2 separate regions of the Pan troglodytes genome follow, and region 1 is linked to region 2. The links are chromatin contacts, called in public HiChIP or PLAC-seq maps. All regions are on one chromosome and are shown on one strand. Each heading gives the region's core, a stretch centred on a gene start, on an enhancer-like site or on the middle of the called end of the contact. The rest is flanking DNA. Distances are from core to core; before and after follow the strand shown. Region 1 holds the start of DYRK1A (dual specificity tyrosine phosphorylation regulated kinase 1A). Region 2 holds the start of VPS26C (VPS26 endosomal protein sorting factor C).

Region 1 (3,527 bases), core at 861-3,360, 98 kb before region 2:
TTCACCTCTCCTCAGCCATCAACTCCCCCGGCTGCCGGGCAGGTCATCCCTCCACCCCGAGCCGCCGGGGACACTCGCGCTCCCCGCCCAACTTCGGAGGCCAGTGAGTGCCCCTCGCTCCGGCGCGGACCCCCAGGGCCGCCGAGGCAGCGGCTCCCGACCTTCGCCGGCGCCCGGCCCGGCCCCGCCGTCCTCGCCCACCCGGCAGCCGGCCCCATTTTCTTAACCCGTGCATTGTCCTTGCGAAGCACCCCGGCGGTTCCCACACTGGTGGGGACCGAGAGGAGGGACGAGGGAGGAGCTGGGGGAAGAGGATGAGGAGGAAGAGGAGGAGGAGGAAGACAACCTCCACCCCTTGGCTCGGGCGGCCAGTGAAGGTCTGGCGCTGTCTACGGCCCCCCAGGCCCCGGCTCCCGGGAGGCCGCGGCCTCCGCTCCCACCCTCCGCAACTTTCCCTCCGCTCGCGCCCGCCGCTCCTCCGGGACCCGGCCTGAGGCTCCCTCCCCCGGCGGCCGGCCCTGGGCCCGCGGCGCCTCCTCCTAAAATGGCAGGTCCCTCCCTCCGCCCGGCCGGCCTCGGCTCGGGCCCGGCTGCGGGCCGCCGGGGGAGCCGAGCGCCAGGCCGGGCGGGGCCGCGGCCGGGCCGGACACTCACCGGGACGATGGCGGGGCGCTCGCGCCGCTTCCTCCGGTGAGTCTCAGCCTCGGGCTCCCGCGCCGCGCTCCCGCTCCCGCCGCGGCCTCCGCAGCCAGCGCCGCCCCGGCAGCCTCTCTCCGCCCCCGGCGCTCCGGCTCCTGGCCGCGCCGCAGCCTGCTCAGTCTCTCCTCGGCTCGCGGTTCCAGCGGCGCCCGGGGCCGGGGAGGCGACAGCCCCCTCCCCGGCAAATACCGCAGTCCCCGGGCCCCGATTCCAGGCGGCGGGGCCGCACGGCCCGGCCCGGCGCAGAGGGCGGCGTCGGCGAAGCCGGGCGCCGAGCGGCGGCTGCTGCCGGCGGCTTCTTCCCGAGGAGGATTTTGTAAATCTCACAAAATGGCGCGCGCTCCGAACCTGCGCAGCGAGAAGCGCCGGGGCCCGGGCGGCGGCGGCGGCTCCTCCGCCAGGAGAGCCCGAACCGCCCGCCCCCGAGTCCCCGCACAGACAGACAGACACTCGCACACACCCGCACACTCGCGCGCACACTCGCCCTCGCACACGCTCCCTCGCACACACACTCGCACTCACACCGGTCCCGCCCGCTCGCCGGCGGCGGCAGCGGCACCAACAGCAGCAGCAGGAACAGCAGCAGCAGAAGCGGCGGCGGCGGCGCCCGCACCCCCCGCTCGGGGTGTCCGCTCCCTGAGGCCGACCTGGGCCGCGATCAGCAGCAGCGACAGCAGCAGTCTCCCCGGATACCCCCGCCGCGGTTGCCGCCGCCACCCCCGCCTCACTCCAATGGGGCTTTTTATTATTATTCGGGCGGGAAGCGAAAGGGTTTAAAAAAAAACCAACCAACAAAATGGCGACGGACCGACCCGGTCGCTATAGCAACTGTCAATCAAAACGCAAAACCCCGGCTGACGTGCTGACGTCCTCCTCCCGCCCCCCGGCACCGAGCCGGCGGGCGGGGCCTGTTGCTCAGGTAACGGCAGATTCCGTTCCCTCCTTTCCGTCTCCCCCTCTGTCCCCAGCCAACCACCCAACCCCCTCAGGTCACGTGAAGGATAAATTCGGAGCTCGGGTCCGCTACGAGTGTCAGAGGAGGGCGCGTGATTCGCCCGGGGGAGGGGAGAGGAGGGGGACGGCTAGGCCGAGGGAGGGTAGGGGCTGGGGAAGGGGGGGCGAGGCGGCGGCCAGGCCTGTGCGCGAGCGCCGGGCCGCCTCGCCCCGCCCCGCGCCCGCGCCGACTGCGGCCCGGGGAGCGCGCGCGGCCTCCCGCGCCGCCGCCCCCGCAGCCCTAGCGCCCCGCGCTTCCGCGTCGGCGACCGCAGCCCCGCCCGCGCCGGGGGGAGGGGCGGGCTGCCCCGGGCGGGGGAGGGGGAGGGGCGCCGCGGCCTTCGGGCGGGGACCCGGGAAGCCCACCCCGCGCGCCCGGGCCTGGAGGGCTCTCACCGCGGTCCGGGCGCAGCGCTCGCCTCTCTCCCCGGGAAGCGCGCCGGCCGCGACCGTCCGCGCGTGGAGCCGGTTCTTCGAAGGGCTGGCGGGCCTCCTAGCCGGAAAATGCCGGCGGAGGCCGTGGTGGGGGCGGGGAGGAGCCACCGCCGCGCCCCAGACATCGCAGGAATTCCGGACGCTGCGCCGGGCCCGGCGGCCCTGAGGCTGGCACCCGGCTCCGGTCGGGCCGCCCAGGTTTTGTGGCGCCCGAGACCAGCGTTGGGAAATTAGGCTGGAGCCATCATGAAAACTTTTTCAGGCTGTGCACGCTCGCCCGTGCCTGCCCATCTGCTTCCAACCCCTCCCCACCTTTCTGGGCGCAGCCTGCCTGCTCCATCGGAATGCCCCTTAGATGAATCCCCTTGTGCTGTTACTGTGTCCTTGTCGTCCAGCTCTCTGGTTTTCTTTTCTGTACACCTTCTCGGTTTCCAGAGTCTTAATTCGCCTGCTTGTCCTTAACCATCAAAACTCTTTATTAATATCCTGGCTTTCGCTGATTTTTATTCTTACCCCTTCTCCCCAGCTGTGTATTGCTGGGTGAAAACCCAAGTATGCTGTGCTGGCTGCGTTGTAATCGGTAGAGAGCCACCAGCTAAAAATTGTATTTTGTACCAACTCTAATGGCATTTAATAAATGTATACCTAAAAAGAGTGTGTGTGTATATATATACTATTTTACAGCAGAGTCACTAATTGATTTCTAAGCTTGATTTTGCCACCTTGTGATAGTGTTCATAACCAATTTTTTTCATAAACTTCACAAATGTGACAACAGATAAAATCTTATAAACAATATTAGATGTAAAAAACTCGCAGTAAATGCCGCTGTCTATGCTACATGACTCAAATACACCTGCTTTAAATGATTTCCAGCAAAAATGTCCTTGCTACAGTTACTAGGACATTGATATACTAAGGTAACCATTCAGATTAGCACAGACTTTGAAAGAAATCCGACTAAACCGAAAATAAATTAGTCAAAAAGTAATTACTAAGGTAACCATTCAGATTAGCACAGACTTGGAAGAAACCTGACTAAACCGAAAATAAATTGGTCAAAAAGTGGTCGGGCAAATAGCTTGCTTTCAGGCTCATCTCCATGATATAAAAAAGTTGCCGTAGCTGGCAAAAGTTCTTTCGGATTATTGTTTCAAAATTGCCCTGCTAGTGTGATTAAGGTCCACGGTCAACTTAATTGTTTTGAAGAAAGAGGAAGTGGCCCAGAGCGCCCCTTATTCAGAGGAGAGGTCCCTACCTGGTTCCTCCCAAGCTCAAGCTTCCACCTATACAACCAACTTCTTCCTCTCTGCTTGTGGGTCTCCTTCCTGCCCCCACCCCATCCCAGCCCATTCACCAAGCTTTCGCTTCTATCAGAGCACGTCAGCATTTGCAACCTT
Region 2 (3,521 bases), core at 534-3,033:
GTATGGCAAGGGGGAACAACAAAATTGAAGAGGGATATAGCAGGGGAGAGAGGAGTAGCCACGGGGTGGTCTTCAGTCCAGCCCTTTTGTGTGGCAAAGATGTGTATTTCTCCTGGGTCAAATTCTTCCTATGCGGAAGATAAATGGTCCTGAGTGATCTTGCCTGAGAGGCTGAGTGTACTGCCGGGTGCTGACGGCGGCGGGGGCGGGTGATGGAAAAGATCTCCCATGGAACTGTGCGGCAGGGAGAAGACCCCACCTGACCTCCCCATCTGTACCCCACGAAAGGAATTTTAAACGAGACAGTTACCAGAGAGGCAGGAATCAACTAAGAAAATTCAGCAGTGGCTAGTTAAGAGATATTTGTCTCATTTTCTCTCCTCTTCCTTATCTCAACACAGAAGCCAGGCCTTGCAGAGGTACGTTGAGAAGTGTCTGCATGCCCGAACCACGCTTTGCACCTTCCCACTCACACTAAGGGATTTAGGGTCCCACTTGAGACATGAGATCGACACTTTAACACGGTCTGATTTTTGGTAACTCAAATGGACCAGAAAGTTAAGGTATCATCTAAGGTGTGAGTGAGGGATGGAAAAGATTTAAAAGGATAGCGATTGGAGGCTGGGCGCAGTGGCTCACCCCTGTAGTCCCAGCACTTTGGGAAGCCGAGACGGGCGGATCATGAGGTCAAGAGTTCGAGACCAGCATGGCCAACATGGTGAAACCCCATCTCTACTAATACAAAAATTAGCTGGGAATGGTGGCACGTGCCTGTAGTCCCAACTGCTCGGGAGGCTGAGGCAGGAGAATCGCTTGAAACTGGGAGGCGGAGGTTGCAGTGAACCAAGATAGCACCACTGCACTCCAGCCTGGGCGATAGAGCGAGACTCCGTCTCAACAACAAAACAAAACAAAAAAACCAAGTATACAATGTTGATACATGTGTTTCTTTTCCTGTTTCTCTGCAGTGTCTACTGAGATTGATTTTTTACCACTTGAAAATGATGGGTGAGTCTAGCGGAAAGGGATCCACTTCTTGAATTCAAATAGACTAGACTGTGATTTTCAAGTCCCTAATGAATTGTTCTAAAATCGCTGAGTTTTGAGTTGCCAGGAAAACATTGAAGACAGAGACCAAAGCCCTGAAGGCAGAGAGGAGCTGCAAACCAAGACCTGAATATTTGAAAATACCATTTATTAACCTTCAAATGCAATTGTAGCTGCAGCACCATCACTGCTGGCCTGTAAAACATTTTATATTCTTAAGAGGGAGGCATTCGTGATACTAATTCTTTTTACAGATAGTTTCTGATGTTATCCCAAAAGCAATGCACTTTAAAAAATAACGATCAGAATCAAAGAATTTAAACAAAAAGCAAAGAATTTAAACAAAAAGCACTTTTCACCGCATTATTTAATTAAATCATTTGTCAAAATGAAATTTGACCTTCTGCTTATTGGCAAAATCCTCATTTATAACATTTACAAGAGATTTTAACTCAATAAACGAAGGACGTTAACAGTGCACTGCCCTGCAGTAACGCCCCCCACCCCCACAAACTGTATCTGGGGTCAGCTGTTGCTGGGAATAAAAATAATGGGCAGATTCACTCCAGCTTTCAGTCTTTCATTTGCAACCAATCTCCAAGCCCCAGAGCCTGGGGGCCGTGCCTTTCCACCCTTCAGCGCGGGGCGCACGGATCTGAATATTTAACACCCGGTTCCAGGACACGCGCCTGGGGAACACCCACAATCCCTCGCGGCCCGCGGAGCCCGGCTGGCGGGTGACCCAGCGCCGCGGCTCCGAGAAGAGCGAGGTCACCCGGGGCTTCCCGAGACCTTGGCCCTAGGCCCAGCTGGCGCTGGGACACGAGGCAAGCGGGCCGCCGGCCAATCAGCGCTTTGCAGGACTAGCACGCAGAGGCCGCACCCCTGAGGGTGACCGGAACCGTTCCCGCGGGAAGGGAAGGGTGCGGCGCCTGGCCGCAGACAGACAAGGGGGCGCCGGCTCTTCAGAACCCCAGGGAGAAAGCGGTGGAGGGCTAGAGTTGAGGAGATTAAGGACATTTGAGGAGGGCAGGCATTACCAAGTTAAAACCTCCTGGAAGACAACTCCATTGGGCGACCCGTCTGCGCCGCACAGCCTGACGGGAGCGTCGTCCTTCCTGCGCAGGCTGCAACCGACAGACGGGCTCGGCTCCGCCTCCAGCCGCGGGGCACGCGGGGAGAGCCGAGCGTTTCTCCCTCCCTCCGCTAACCCGGACAGCAAAAGAGCATTTCCGGCGTAAGACTGTCCCTACGGAAGGGGTGGGGCTAGTTTGGCCCCGTCTTTCACGCCCAGAGGGGGCGGGGTGAACCGTGACAGCGCTTCGGCCCGCACTAAGGCCGGCTCTTGTGCCGGAAGGAGGAAGGCGTGGGGCATTCGCCTCTCGGAGCTAGGGAGTGTGTGCGACGCCGCTGCGAGGTCACGTGAGCCACTGCCGGCAGAGAGGGAAAGGGGCGGGGCCCAGAACGAAGTGGGGAGGCGCCCTTTGTTTCCCTGGGGTCACGCGCAGCCGGAAGTGGCGGCTGCTGCGGAGAATTGGAGATGGGGACCGCCCTGGACATCAAGATTAAAAGAGCGAATAAAGTTTATCACGCCGGGGTAAGTGGGGGCTGGGGGTGGGGATGGAGGTGGGGTTGGGCGGGTCTGCAGGTTCCGCTGTCTCCATCGCTCTGCGCACGTCCCGCGTCCCTAGGCGGGGCAGGGCTGCCCCGCCAGGTGCGTCTCCATCAGGTGGGTGCGTTCCCGCCAGGTGGGTGCGTTCCCGCCAGGTGGGTGCGTTCCCGCCAGGTGCGTCCCCGCCAGGTGCTTCCCGCGCGAGGCCGGCTGCCCTGCGAGGAGGCCCCAGGGCAGGCGCCGCCGCCGCATCTGCGGGACGTGCAGGGCAGGCGCCCAGCTCTGGGGCTGCGCCTCTTCCCATCTGGCCCCTTGAACACCCGGCGGTGTTGGGTTCTCAGGCTTGAGCTCCCTCAGTGAGCGCTGAGGGCGGAGGAGTTGACGACCAAACTCCCCTTTCCCTCTCTCCTAAGGTGACCGCAAAGGTCTAATGAACGAAAGCTAAAACAAACCTTGGAAGCAGAAATGGGTATGTCTGGCGGCAGCATATATTAGATGGCAGTCACTTTTAACAACATACTAACATACTACGAAAGTTACTGCTTTTTCTGGTTTTATTCTTCGACTAACATAAAGGAATGGCTATTAAAATGCAAGTATAAAAAAGTAAAATCTTGACTATGCCATTAACAGGTTTTGTGACATTGGCCAGTCATTTAACCTCCTTGGGCCTCAGTGTCCTTATTTGCAAATGAGGGCGTCGTAAGGTTCCTCTAACTCGGGGAATCTCAACCCTTACTCTACATCAGAATCATTCATCCTGGAGAATTTTAAAATATGATTGCTTGGGTTCCACTCCCAGCGATACCGGTGATATATGTGCAGCTAGGGTTGAAATCACAGCCCCAACACTCTTTGGAAT

The links. HiChIP or PLAC-seq counts read pairs in DNA pulled down with a chosen protein or histone mark.
Region 1: an H3K4me3 HiChIP or PLAC-seq map of stem cell-derived excitatory neurons shows a contact between it and region 2, with 4 times the contacts expected there. The contact joins the promoter of DYRK1A here to the promoter of VPS26C in region 2. A contact is called at or near these places in 2 of 7 Hi-C or Micro-C datasets (blood and stem cell-derived neural progenitor cells) and 1 of 1 datasets of contacts at active chromatin or transcription factors (stem cell-derived excitatory neurons).

What each region holds. Positions count from the first base shown.
Region 1 is chr22:38,067,770-38,071,296 of NHGRI_mPanTro3-v2.0_pri, reverse strand. It overlaps DYRK1A (dual specificity tyrosine phosphorylation regulated kinase 1A), which reads right to left and starts at 2,110. Exons shown (of 12, transcript XM_009424841.5): 1 at 2,089-2,110.
Region 2 is chr22:37,969,383-37,972,903 of NHGRI_mPanTro3-v2.0_pri, reverse strand. It overlaps VPS26C (VPS26 endosomal protein sorting factor C), which reads left to right and starts at 1,783. Exons shown (of 8, transcript XM_054675100.2): 1 at 1,783-2,644. The coding sequence starts at 2,588. It overlaps LOC112206651 (a long non-coding RNA gene), which reads right to left and starts at 2,178. Exons shown (of 3, transcript XR_010154525.1): 1 at 2,088-2,178.